Linked DNA regions of Sus scrofa: region 1 is linked to region 2. The links are chromatin contacts, called in public Hi-C maps. All regions are on one chromosome and are shown on one strand. The core of a region is the stretch at or near the end of the contact, and the rest is flanking DNA. Distances in the headings are between cores, read along the strand shown.

The links. Hi-C and Micro-C count contacts between places; a contact is called where the count stands out from the background.
Region 1: a contact with region 2 is called in a Hi-C map of skeletal muscle, with 2.8 times the contacts expected there. The contact joins the enhancer-like site here to the promoter of IGSF9B in region 2. A contact is called at or near these places in 9 of 47 Hi-C or Micro-C datasets (alveolar macrophages, brain, embryonic fibroblasts and 4 more) and 1 of 2 datasets of contacts at active chromatin or transcription factors (skeletal muscle).

What each region holds. Positions count from the first base shown.
Region 1 is chr9:60,603,207-60,608,267 of Sscrofa11.1, forward strand. No RefSeq gene overlaps it. Among named protein-coding and RNA genes, the nearest start is that of JAM3, 24 kb to the right of the region's middle. Within about 2 kb of position 2,530, at least 14 of the 83 cell types and tissues checked have an H3K27ac peak or open chromatin away from gene starts, as enhancers often do. A contact at or near this core is called in embryonic fibroblasts and skeletal muscle, where this site is marked.
Region 2 is chr9:60,517,365-60,523,239 of Sscrofa11.1, forward strand. IGSF9B (protein turtle homolog B) reads right to left here and starts at 4,099. Exons shown (of 20, transcript XM_021063165.1): 1 at 3,839-4,099. The coding sequence starts at 3,902.

The DNA of each region.
Region 1 (5,061 bases), core at 1,280-3,779, 84 kb after region 2:
AGCAAGTGTGTCAAGGAAACTAGCACACCTGGGCCAGGCACCTTCTGGCTCTCTGGGCTAAGATGCTGAGTCAGGCTCCTCTGTTCATCTCCCCTAGGCCCTCGGGGGGGGGTCCTCCTTCCCAGACAAAAAAGTGAGCAAGCAGCAGCTCCACTCACCCCATGCCCCTGCAGAGGACCAGTCAGTTAGAGCTGGTGACATTTAAATTCTGGCCAGGAGTGCTGAGGAGGCCTGGGAAGAGGGAGGAAAAGGTGGCATGGATTCCCAAGGAGGGACTGGAGTTTGCAGATCTTGTCACTCAGCATCTGGAGGGTCCAGGCCCTCAGTGGGACCAGAGCCCCCAATTTGCGTTGCAGCCATGCTGGGCCAGAAGCATGACTCCAGGAACTGCCCCCTTCCATGTCTGGGGCAGACCAGAGTCGCAGTTCATGGGCCCTAGAGCAGGCGGGCTGCACTTTCCACCTCCCTCCCCTCTCATCAGGTGCCCCAGGCTGGGCATAGGGTCTCCTCCTGCAGGGCACCTGGCTCCCAGGAAGCCATCCACATCACCATGGAGAAGACCGCTCCCCCTCCATCTCCAGGTGTTTGGGCTGCTGATTTGTGAGGCTGTAACCTGTCAGAGCAGGTGAGCTCAGCCTCAGCCTCAGGCCCAGAGCTGGGGTCAGGTCAAATCCTAAGCCCAGCATCAGGTGTGGGAGTATGTGGCCAGGAGCACAGCTAGAGTCTCCTGTCCAGGACTCAGGTCCCAGCATTCCCCCGCCACCCCACGGGCAGAGGCTCTTCCTCCCACCCCACCCCCACCCCCCATCCTCCATCCCCAGGGGAGGACACACCTGTATGGACCATGCATCTGTGCTAGAAGGATCCTCAGCTCATTTCAGTGTCCTGCCCCCTGCCTTCATTCCACAAAGCTGAGATCCCAAAGAAGGGGGGGCTCTGGCCAAGGTCACATCAAAATTATAAGGAGTTAGGATTTTTGCAAAGGGCTTATTTCTGTAGTTCGGTAGAACTTAGGAATACATCAGAAGGCTACACAGTCTGGGCCCAGTGGCCCGCTTCCCCTAACCCACACTGGCAGAAGAGTGTGATTAAAATTCAGCTGCATACCTCTCCCTGTGATGGATCCATCAGCGCAGGCCCAGCAGCTGCCTCCTGCTCTTCAAACAGGGCCTCTAAGCACAAGGTCCTTGTGTCAGCTTCCTGGGCTTGTAAGCCCCTCAAATCGTAAGCAAGCTTTTGAGTGTCTGTGCTCTGGACGTTTTTCTGGAGAGAAGTTCACAGCTTTAATCGATTTACAAAGAGACGCATGACGTGAAAGGTTGAGAATCGTTGCCTGAAAGCATCAGGGATCCAGACTCCAGAGAAATCAGATCTACGCAACCAGTTGCTAAGCGCCTTTGCAGCGTTTGCAGATATGAAACTGCTGGGCTACTGTTCCCTGGGTTTATGAGTGTATATTTTTCAATTTGAAAGAGCTTCTAAGCTCTAGAATGAATAAGTTCCTCTAGGGTAAGTTTCTGGCCCACTTGCTCACTTTCTAAGGGATCCTCAGAGCCTGGGTCAGGGCCTGGGCAGATGAAAATGTGATTAATGTATTGATCTAGACCGTAATTTTCTTCTGTGCCCACTGCCACCTGGTCTGTAAGGATGACGAGAATTACGGTAACATAGAAGCCATGACATGAGAATGGCGAGAATTATTTTATAATTCAATGCTGATTTTTCAGGATCCTTTTCAGCTCCTGTGAAAGACTGATCACCTTGGGGAGATCAAGGCAGTTCACCCAAACCTCAGATCGAGATCATGTGACATGTTTTTGCATGGGACCCTTTGGGGAACTGGCACCTGCAGACAGAAAGGGGGAACTGTGCCCACCTTGTCAGTTCCTGGACCTCAGGAGTCTGAGTTCTCAGCTATAAAGAGAGAAGGGGCGTTCCCATCGTGGCTCAGTGGTTAATGAATCCAACTAGGAACCATGAAGTTGTGGGTTCGATCTTTGGCCTCGCTCAGTGGGTTAAGGATCCGGCGTTGCCATGAGCTGTGGTGTAGGTCACAGACACGGCTAGGATCTGGCATTGCTGTAGCTGTGGTAAAGGCCGGAAGCTACAGCTCTGATTCAACCCCTAGCCTGGGAACCTCCATATGCCACAGGTAAAGCCCTAAAAATACAAAAAGACAAATAAATAAATAAATAAGAATTCTGAATCCTCAGGACACAGGCTGCAACCCCCCCAGGCCTCCTCTGCCCAGGGTCTGACCCTCCTTCCTTACCCCACTTTGCAGCCTCTGCAGCTTAGCTGCTAAGCCCCCTGGGAATTAAGACGCCGGGGTGGGGGAGGGTTAGGATGGGAGGGCAGCTTATGGGGTGCCTTCCAAGGAGGGGAGACAAGGAGCTGGGGTCCCAGGACCCCCCCACCCCGACTGGCCTTCCTCCCCTTCCTCAGGCTGGCCCCTGGGCTGGGCCTACCTTTGGAGAGCCAGGCTTTGTGCAGTGGCTGTACAGCAGCTGCTTCTGTCTGAGGCTAAAAATAGCCTCTTCTCTGCCCATGTCCAGCTCAGGCCAAGCCAGAGCCAAAGGGGACTCGTGGCAGGAGGGGACAGGAGTGGGCAAGACTTGAGTATGGGTGAACGGGCGCAGCCCAGGGGAGGAAGGAGACCTCCTGGGGAGACAGGAGACTTGGGTCCTGTGTGTTGGCTCTGATGCCCCAGAAACTCCCCCTAGAAAGGGATAGGGTTTCTGAGGGGAATAAAGGCATGGAAAGCCACAGCAAGCTGACTTGGTCTGGCATTTACGAGGAATTTTCCAGGTGCCTGCTTTCACTCTTTGAAGCACCACAAACATAAAAGGACCCCATGATGTAGACGGTGATATTATTATTCCCTTTGGCCGTTGAAACAAAGGCCCAGTGACATGAATTCACCAAACCCACAGAGCCCAAAAGTGGGGGCCACAGCTCAAATGCAGAGCCCGCCCCAAGCATGGTGAGGCCCCAGCCGAGTAGGGCACAAAGGGCTGGGGAGGTGGGCACGGTGGCCCTAGCACTACCCCTAAGGGGCTTATCGTAGTCCTGGACACAGGACATGTCCTGAGGCCCATGCTCAGAGCCACCTCCTCAGACTTACTTCAAATTTTAGGTAAATCCTGTCTGGTTGCCCTGTTCATGCTGGCATGTGCCACACCCCCGTTTCCTGGAAAGGCACAGCTAACTCTTGGGGAGAAGCGGCTCCAGAGGCTTAGAGGACAAGGCAGTCATGCTCCTGGGACAAGCGGGAGGGGCCGCTCAGGACCCAGGTTCTTTATGTGCTTGGAATGAAGCAGACTTGGGTTTCACAGATGGAGGTGGAAATGAAGAGATGCAGAGAAGAGAGAGAGTCTGCCAAGGGGAGGGGACGGGGAGAAAAAGAATGATGGAGCAGGGTCCAGTCCTGGCTACTCCCTACCCCAGAGGAGCCTGGAGGAGCTCCAGAGGGCTGGGCTGGTCCTGCTGAGCTAAAGACCGAGGAATCCCTCTTGTCAGCAGGAGGATGGGGCGGGGGAGGGGTCCGTGGTGGCCCAGGAGCGCAGGAAGCTAGTAAACACGCCCAGTCCTGTCTCCACTACGGATGCTTCTGTCGGCCCTGCCTTTTGAAGGCTGTGCAAGCCTGTGCTCCGGCAGAGCTTCTAATGCAATTAACAGAACATACTCATACATCTTGCCTGGCGTCCGGGCTGTCTGACTGCTCCAGCCCTGGAGCCTCTTGAGGAAGCAAGTGTGATCACCCCTTCCTGCCAGGGCCCCATTGCAAGGAGGGCAGGAAGAACAGGGCAGTCAGAAGATGCTGAGTGGGGAGGGGACATGGGGGGCAGCGCTTTGTCTGTGAGGTTCCCCAGAGGCCCAGAGAATAGCCGCCGCCCCCCACCCCCATTGAAGGGTATTTTACATCTGAGGACAGAGTGTGAGACGGGGTCTGCACAAGGGTTCAGGCATAACTTGGAGGCATGACCGTGTGCTTATGTTTTGTAGTGTGTGTGTGTGTGTGTGTGCACACGTGTGCATGTGGGGGGTGTGCACTCAGTCTGAAGAACTGGTGACTCACTGAAAAAGGGAGCTTTCTGATCCAAAGAGCTTATTTTCAGCTATTTTTATCTCTTCTTGTATCTTGGCCCTTTCCCCCCCTTGTCTTTTTCAGAAGTGGAGGAATTTGTGGGCAGTGAAATCTTTGTGTCTGTGTGAGGCGAAGCCTGGGCTGAGAAGGGAACCCCTGGGGGTGCAGAGTCAGTACACACCCCACTCTGGTGCATGCATGTGCAAGAGAAACGGCAAGTACACATGAGCCACAAAAACCCCTAACCGCCACCCTCCACACACACACACTTGCAGAGCTCTGCTGGGGCTGGTGCATAGCCCTGCACTTTCACATTGACCTCTGCCCACAGCCCAGGCTATACCACCTCACACCCACCCAGGTGGGCATACTCACATGTGTCACAGGGACAGTCCTGGGCCCCTGTCTTGGGGAGTGGCCCCAGCCCCTGCACATTCTCTCTTCTCAAGCCCAACCATCCTCACCGAACCCATGGACATCTTATCAGGAAGGCCTTTCTCTGCTCTGTCTGTCAATAGAGAACAGGGATTGGGCTTCTCCTGTGACTCACCCAGACCATCCCACCCACCTACCCACCACCTTTGGCCCTGAGAGCCCCCTCCCCAATCCAGCAGTGTCTGGGCTTGTGGGTCTGGCCACTGCTTAGAGCATCCGGCAGGGGCTGAAAGCTATTTGCCTGCAAGCCCCATTGCATTGGCCCAAAGCAGGAGCTGAGGGGGGAGGTGCTCTCTGACTGCTCTGCCTTGGGACCTATCTCTGCAAAGTATGGCTTCCCATGAAGGTCTTCCAGAATGTCCTTCTCTCTCTCCGCTCCACAGGGAGCAGGGCAGGGGCAGATGGCACTGTTTAGGGACCTAGAATGCCTGCATGTCCCTTGGCCCAGCATCTACAATGGCATGACCATATGTGTGCACCTGTCCTGGTGTCACAGTGCAGACCGTCACAGCCCAGTCAATTGGTGACACCAAGATGTG
Region 2 (5,875 bases), core at 2,849-5,348:
CCACTTGGGAGTCTGGGGTACAGGGCAGCTGAGGCCAGAGCCCACCTTAGCAAGACAGACCCTCCTCCTGTCCCTGGGTTCTGCCTGTGTGTGTTCCCCACTGTAGCTTCTCTTGGGGACACAGGCATCCTTCCGAGCCCCTGGGCTGAGCCTCCAACTTTGGGAGCATCTGGGCTGCCCTGTTTCAGGTATAGAGTGGGGGGATGGGGAGATCCAGGCGTCTGCTGCAAGCCTAGTCTTAGTGCCACCCATGGCACCCACACTGGGAGGGCAGTGACACCCCACCTCCTAACTGGAGACTCTGGATCCCCTGTCACTGTATTCACATGCACACACAAACACATAGCTGTACTTAGAGGCATGCAAACACACACACACACACACACACACACACACACACACACACGCTCTCTCAGGCATGTGCAGGCACCTCCAGGAGCTCGCACCAAAGACAGCTCTTTCCACAATTCAGATCCACTCTCCATCCAGGCTACTTTACCCAACCAAGGGCACAGAGAGCAGGAGCTGCTCCCAGGGACCCTTGGCCAGCCTGAGGCACCACAGGATGTGCAGGGGGAGAGGGAGCCCTTCACGGAGAAAAGAGTTTGTCCATCTTAGGCCTTCCTTGCCCCCTTGGGAGCCCAGGTCTTGCTCTTACTCCCTCGGCACAGCGAGGCTGTGACAGAGGGTACAGGGCCAGGAGTCAGGACAGAGGGCAGTCAGAGAGATGCTGGCTTTCAGCATCTCCCAAGAAAGTAGCCTCTGCCCCTTGGGTAACAAGACCCCGGCTTTCTGTCTCAGGCCCTGGGTCCAGGCAACTCCAGGTCCAGCACACGTCGAGCTTGGGGCCAGCAGCTAAAAGCTGATTCTTCCCACGAGTTCCCTCCTTAGCTTGTCCTGATCAAGTGCAGACAGCCAGACACACCCCTGCCTCCAGCACGCATGCTGGGGACATGCACATGCCACTTGGCCACTTCCTGAGCCAAGTCCTGCTCAGCTGAGAGGCACCTGTGGGTCTCACTAGCAGCCTCCAAGTCTAAACCCATCCCTCCCATCTTTGCCGCCAACGGGAAGGAGGAAGGGTCAAGGCCAGGCAGAGTAGAGGGCTCTGGTCCAGCTAGCAGCAGGATCTGAGTCAGAACCCCACTTTATTTGGGGATGCTAGTCAGCAATAATCCAAGCGCAGAATTTGTGGTCAACAGGAGGATGCAGCCTTGGAAGTAAAGGCCCAGGGTCCTCCCCACAAGCTTGTTTCATAGATGTCTGGGATGGAGGGACTCCAATTGCCATCTTCCCAGCTCTTCTGCACAGCCCCCCCAACCGCTCCACGCCCCCCCCGACACACGTGATTAAAGCCCATCCCTCACTCTGCCCCAGCCCTTTCACCCCTCTGCTGGAGCAGCCCCTGCTCAGCCAAGCCCTAAGATGGCATCTCAAAGTCCCGCCCCTCAGGAATCTCCCGGAAGTCACCTCTGCCAGTCGGAGAACAGCTGAGCCCTCACACAGCAGCATCTGAACACTGGCCATGCTTCTGAGAGGTGGCTGCCACACAAGCCCTGTCTCCCGCTTCCAGAGGCTGTGTGATGAGCTTCTTGGCTCTGAGGCCCCCTCATCCCTCCTACAAGGCTCTGGCTACCAACGAAACTCCAGGTTTGCAGATCTTTCAAAGGATTTCTGAGCAGTCCTCCATGTCTCCCTGGGCAAGGTCAGCCCGTGAAAGCAAACTTGGCTCCCCCAAGACATTCCTAGCTCCCGATTCCCTGGGTGGGATTCCCTGGATGGCCCAAGGGAAAGAAGCTGAGAAGGGCTTGGACTCCCCACCCCCAGGCCCCCAAACAGTGAAACCACACCATCATCAACATCTCCCAAGCACTTACTACAGAACAGGTAGCTTTCCATTGCTTTATAGCACTAATGTCCACAAAAACCCTACAGGCTCATCCTCTTAACCCCCAATGAGGCAAATGACAATTACAGAAGTTAGGGAAGGTGTCCAAGGTCACAGGTCAGCAAGTGGCAGAGCCAGGATTTGAGTCCAGGTCACATGACTAGGCCTAGGTCCTTCACCGCCACACAGAGCCCCTTAAGACTAAAAAGACCACCAAGACCCTTAGGGGTGGCAGGCAGAGGTTCATGTCAAGCCACCCCAGACAGAAGGATCTCCCCATAGCAGAAAGAAAGCATAAGCTTCCAGCCCAACAACCTTCAATGTTGGAAAGTCCTTCCTTCTGTCTGGCCGTTTTGTGTGCTGCTGTAATAGAAACCTATTTTCCTGGATTCTATGCTTACACTTGCAAAAAGTCCACGCACCTCCCTTTGACCTCTCAGCTTTGGAGGCTATTCCAGGGCCTCCCTTCAGTGTCTCTTTTTTATTCAAAGATCCCAGCACATCCTTCTGTGCTCTCAGCCACAGTCCCAGAGCAGGAACATACCAAAAACTGGAGGGGAGGAAGATGAGGGCATTGGAAGACTACAAGGGGATAGAGGTAGGGGGAGGATGAGGCTGGAGAGGATTCTCAAAGCAACTGGACCCACCTCACACCCACCCCCACTCCCCGAGCTCCTGCTGCCACTCTGACCTCAGTTTCCCACCTCACAAAGGGGGAGTTGTAAAACCATCCAGATCACATACCATTTAACAAAATCACTGGTCGCCTTCCTCTGCTTCTGTTCTCATACCACCCCCCCCCCCCCAATAGCAGGGAGATCTATTCCATTCCAAAAACTTTCCCAAATCACTTCCCCTCCCTCTACACAACCCCCAAACAAGGTGTGGAGAGGACCCTTCTTCGCTAGCAACCTGCGGGGCTCGGGGTCTCTCCCTGCTGCGGTCCACCCGGCGGATCTCCCCGGAAGCCATCCCTTCCGGCCTTGGGAACCTTACAGCAGCTGGGTCTTGTCTATGCGCTGAGCACTGTGAGCTCACAGTCCTGGAACCTCCAGGCTCTGCCGCTGTTTCCATACAAGGGCTGGGAGCCGGGGTGCCACATAGAGAGGAGCAGGTCGCTTTGCTGTCTCCAAAGCAAAAGCCCGCGCGCTCACGCGCGCATCACCCAACTCGCTGGCTTCCCTCTCGCCTCTTCCCCACCTCAGACCGGAAAAACGGAAAGAAAAACCTCCTTCCTCCCGAGACGCGGCAAAGGGAACCCCCTCCCCGCTGCCCTCGCCCCCGGCCAGCTGTGCCTGGCTGCGGCGCGCTCCCAGGGAACTTTTGCCCGGCCATGCTCTGGTGCGGCTGAGCGGGACGCGGGCAGGGCCAGCCGAAGGCTGAAACTCCTCGCAGCCGGCCGAGGGACCCCGCGCAGAACCAGCTTTCTCCTCTCTAGGGGCTCCGTGCGCCCCCGCCCTGAGAAGGGATCCGACCTCCAGCTACCAAGATGTGTGATCCGGAGGAACGAGAGCTGGAGCTGGGAGCCCGGACCATGAGCCGCGGGTGCCGGGCCCCGCACGGGCTAGCCTGCGGAGCCGCGGCGCTGCACGGAGCTCCAGCGTGCCGCAGCCGCCGGAGAACCTGCAAACTCCCAGGCGGCAGAGTTAGGAAAGCCGCCGCCTCCCCCTGCGCTCGAGGCGGCGGCTGCGCCCGCGAAGGACACCGGGCGCCGCACCCGCTGTGAAGCCCTGGGGCCAGAGGTGGAGAAGCGGACCGGATCCCGAGGCGTCCTCTCCCAAGCGCAGGCAGCCAGAGCTCAGGCCCTTTCCGCCTGCCGCGACTGCGGCCGCGGCCCCCGCCCTCCCCGCGGTGCCCGGAGCGCGCCCGGCGGGAAGGCGCGGGCTCGGCTGGAGGACCCGGCCAAGAGCGCCGGGAGGCGCAGGGGAGGGACGCTGCACTTCAACTCACCTTGAGCCGCAAGACCTCGGGCGCTGATCACACTTGCTATCAAAGTGGCCACATACCAAATCATAGTACTACCGCGCGCCAGCCAGGAGCCTCATCCTATCTCAAAGTGCCCCGCGCCGCCTACGCCCAGCGTCGGTGCTCCCGCGGCTCCTGCGGCTCCTGCAGCCCGGGCGGCCCGCTCCCCATCCCTCCGCGTCTCAGCTCAGCTCGGCGCACAGCCTCCCGCCCGGCGCAGCGGCACCTGCACTGGAGCCCGGGAGGAGCGCAGGCAGCGCCGCGGAGAAGCCCCGCCGCACCGCCCCGGACCCGCCCCTGTCGCCCGCCCATTGGACGCGTCCGGTGATCCCGGAGTCCTATTGGCCACAATCTCTGCCCGTCGCGGCGAGGGGGGCGAGCCCATTCAAGGTGCGTTGACGTGTGGCGAGCCCAGAGCCGCAGAATCATGCGCATTGCCGGAGAGAAGGCGCTGCCGCGTCTCCGCTCGGCTCGGCTCCCCGCTCCCGCTGCATGGCAAGTTTCTGGGGGAGGGAATGTGGCTGCAGGGCTGGCTAACGAGATCCTGGGGTCTCGGCTACCCTGCGGGTCTAAGGGGTTGGAGCTCCCGCCCACGTAGGGAACCCAGCATCCGGTTTCCTTCCAGCAAAAAGCCGTCCCGGGAGGACGGTGCTGATTCAGTGATGGGGAAACCCAGAAAAGGCAGCCTGGGGAAGCTGGAAGTGTCCTTAGCTGGAGATCTTTTACAAAGGGTCACACGTTACCTCCACTCCCCACTCCCTTCTACACGCAGCCACTCTTGCCTCCCCAAGGCACCCCTTCCCACCCAAATGTGTGGTTACATTAAGCTCCATCCAGACTGACGGCAGGGGAATGACTAAAATGACCTCTAAAAGTCGCTAAGATTTGGGGTGAGTCATTGGTTCAGCTGCGGGAGTGTCACAAGCCCCTTTGGGAACACACGTGTGCACACTGCCACCCCCGGTGTGGGTCATAGTTGCTCATCACCATTAAATTTCAACTTTGAGCAGTGAAAGTGTTTCTTCTTATTCTCCACAAAGGCTGCCTCCTCAGGCACAAGATTCCTTCCCCCAACCTCACCGGACTGGGAGCCAGGCCCCACCCTGGCAGCACAAAGCTGAGGGACTTGGGGAGCAGTGCCAGGGTCTGTGAGGGGGACCCAGGAAAGCGAAGGTGGGCTTCCTATTTCTACAGAAGATGATAAGGAGGAAGCTGAAAGTCTTCATGTTTCCCAACCTCGTCCCCTCCCCCAATACAGTTGTATCTGCAGAAGAAATAAACGAGTGTCATGGAAACATCTACTACAAACAATCACCTCACACCAGCTTCTGAGGCTGCAGTGAAGACGTATGTTCTTTCAAAGAGTGAAAGCAGTGTGGGAAGGGTGGCACAGCGCCCTACGATGTGTTGTTGGCCAAGGAGGGAAGACAGAGGGGCAGCAAAGGAGAGCTCAGAAATGTCACCCTGGCAAAAGCACTCATCGACCACAAAGCACTGGATCTTGGACATAAATCTCCAAAAAGCTTGCCTCAAAGAAAGCATGTGTGTGTGCACATACACACACACAATGCATCAAAAGTGGCCAGAACACTGGAGGAACAACAGCCTTACCTGAAACATGAACCCTCTTAGCTCACCGCCAGCCAGAAGATAGGAAGCCAGGCCTCCTCCCTTCCCAGCAGAGTGCAAGTATGCTGGTATGGTAAAGTTTTAGCATCTGGATGTAACCCAGAAAACAAAAGGCTTGAATGACCTCCTCCTCTACCCAGCCACTCCAGTCATGAAAGGTAACTCTGATGAGGCAGGATGTCTCTCCCTGAGCCATCACTTTAGGGTCTCGTTCTCTGCCAAGATACCTTCCTTAAGGATATGAAGAAGGTTGGAATCTCTAGGCCCCCAATGGCAGGCTGATTCCCAGCTGGCATGCCCAAGAACAGCATCTCCATCCTCCACACATACCTACAGGCATCCAGAGTCCTAGGCGATAAGCCTCAGTGGGATTCACTTGATTTTTCCAAAACC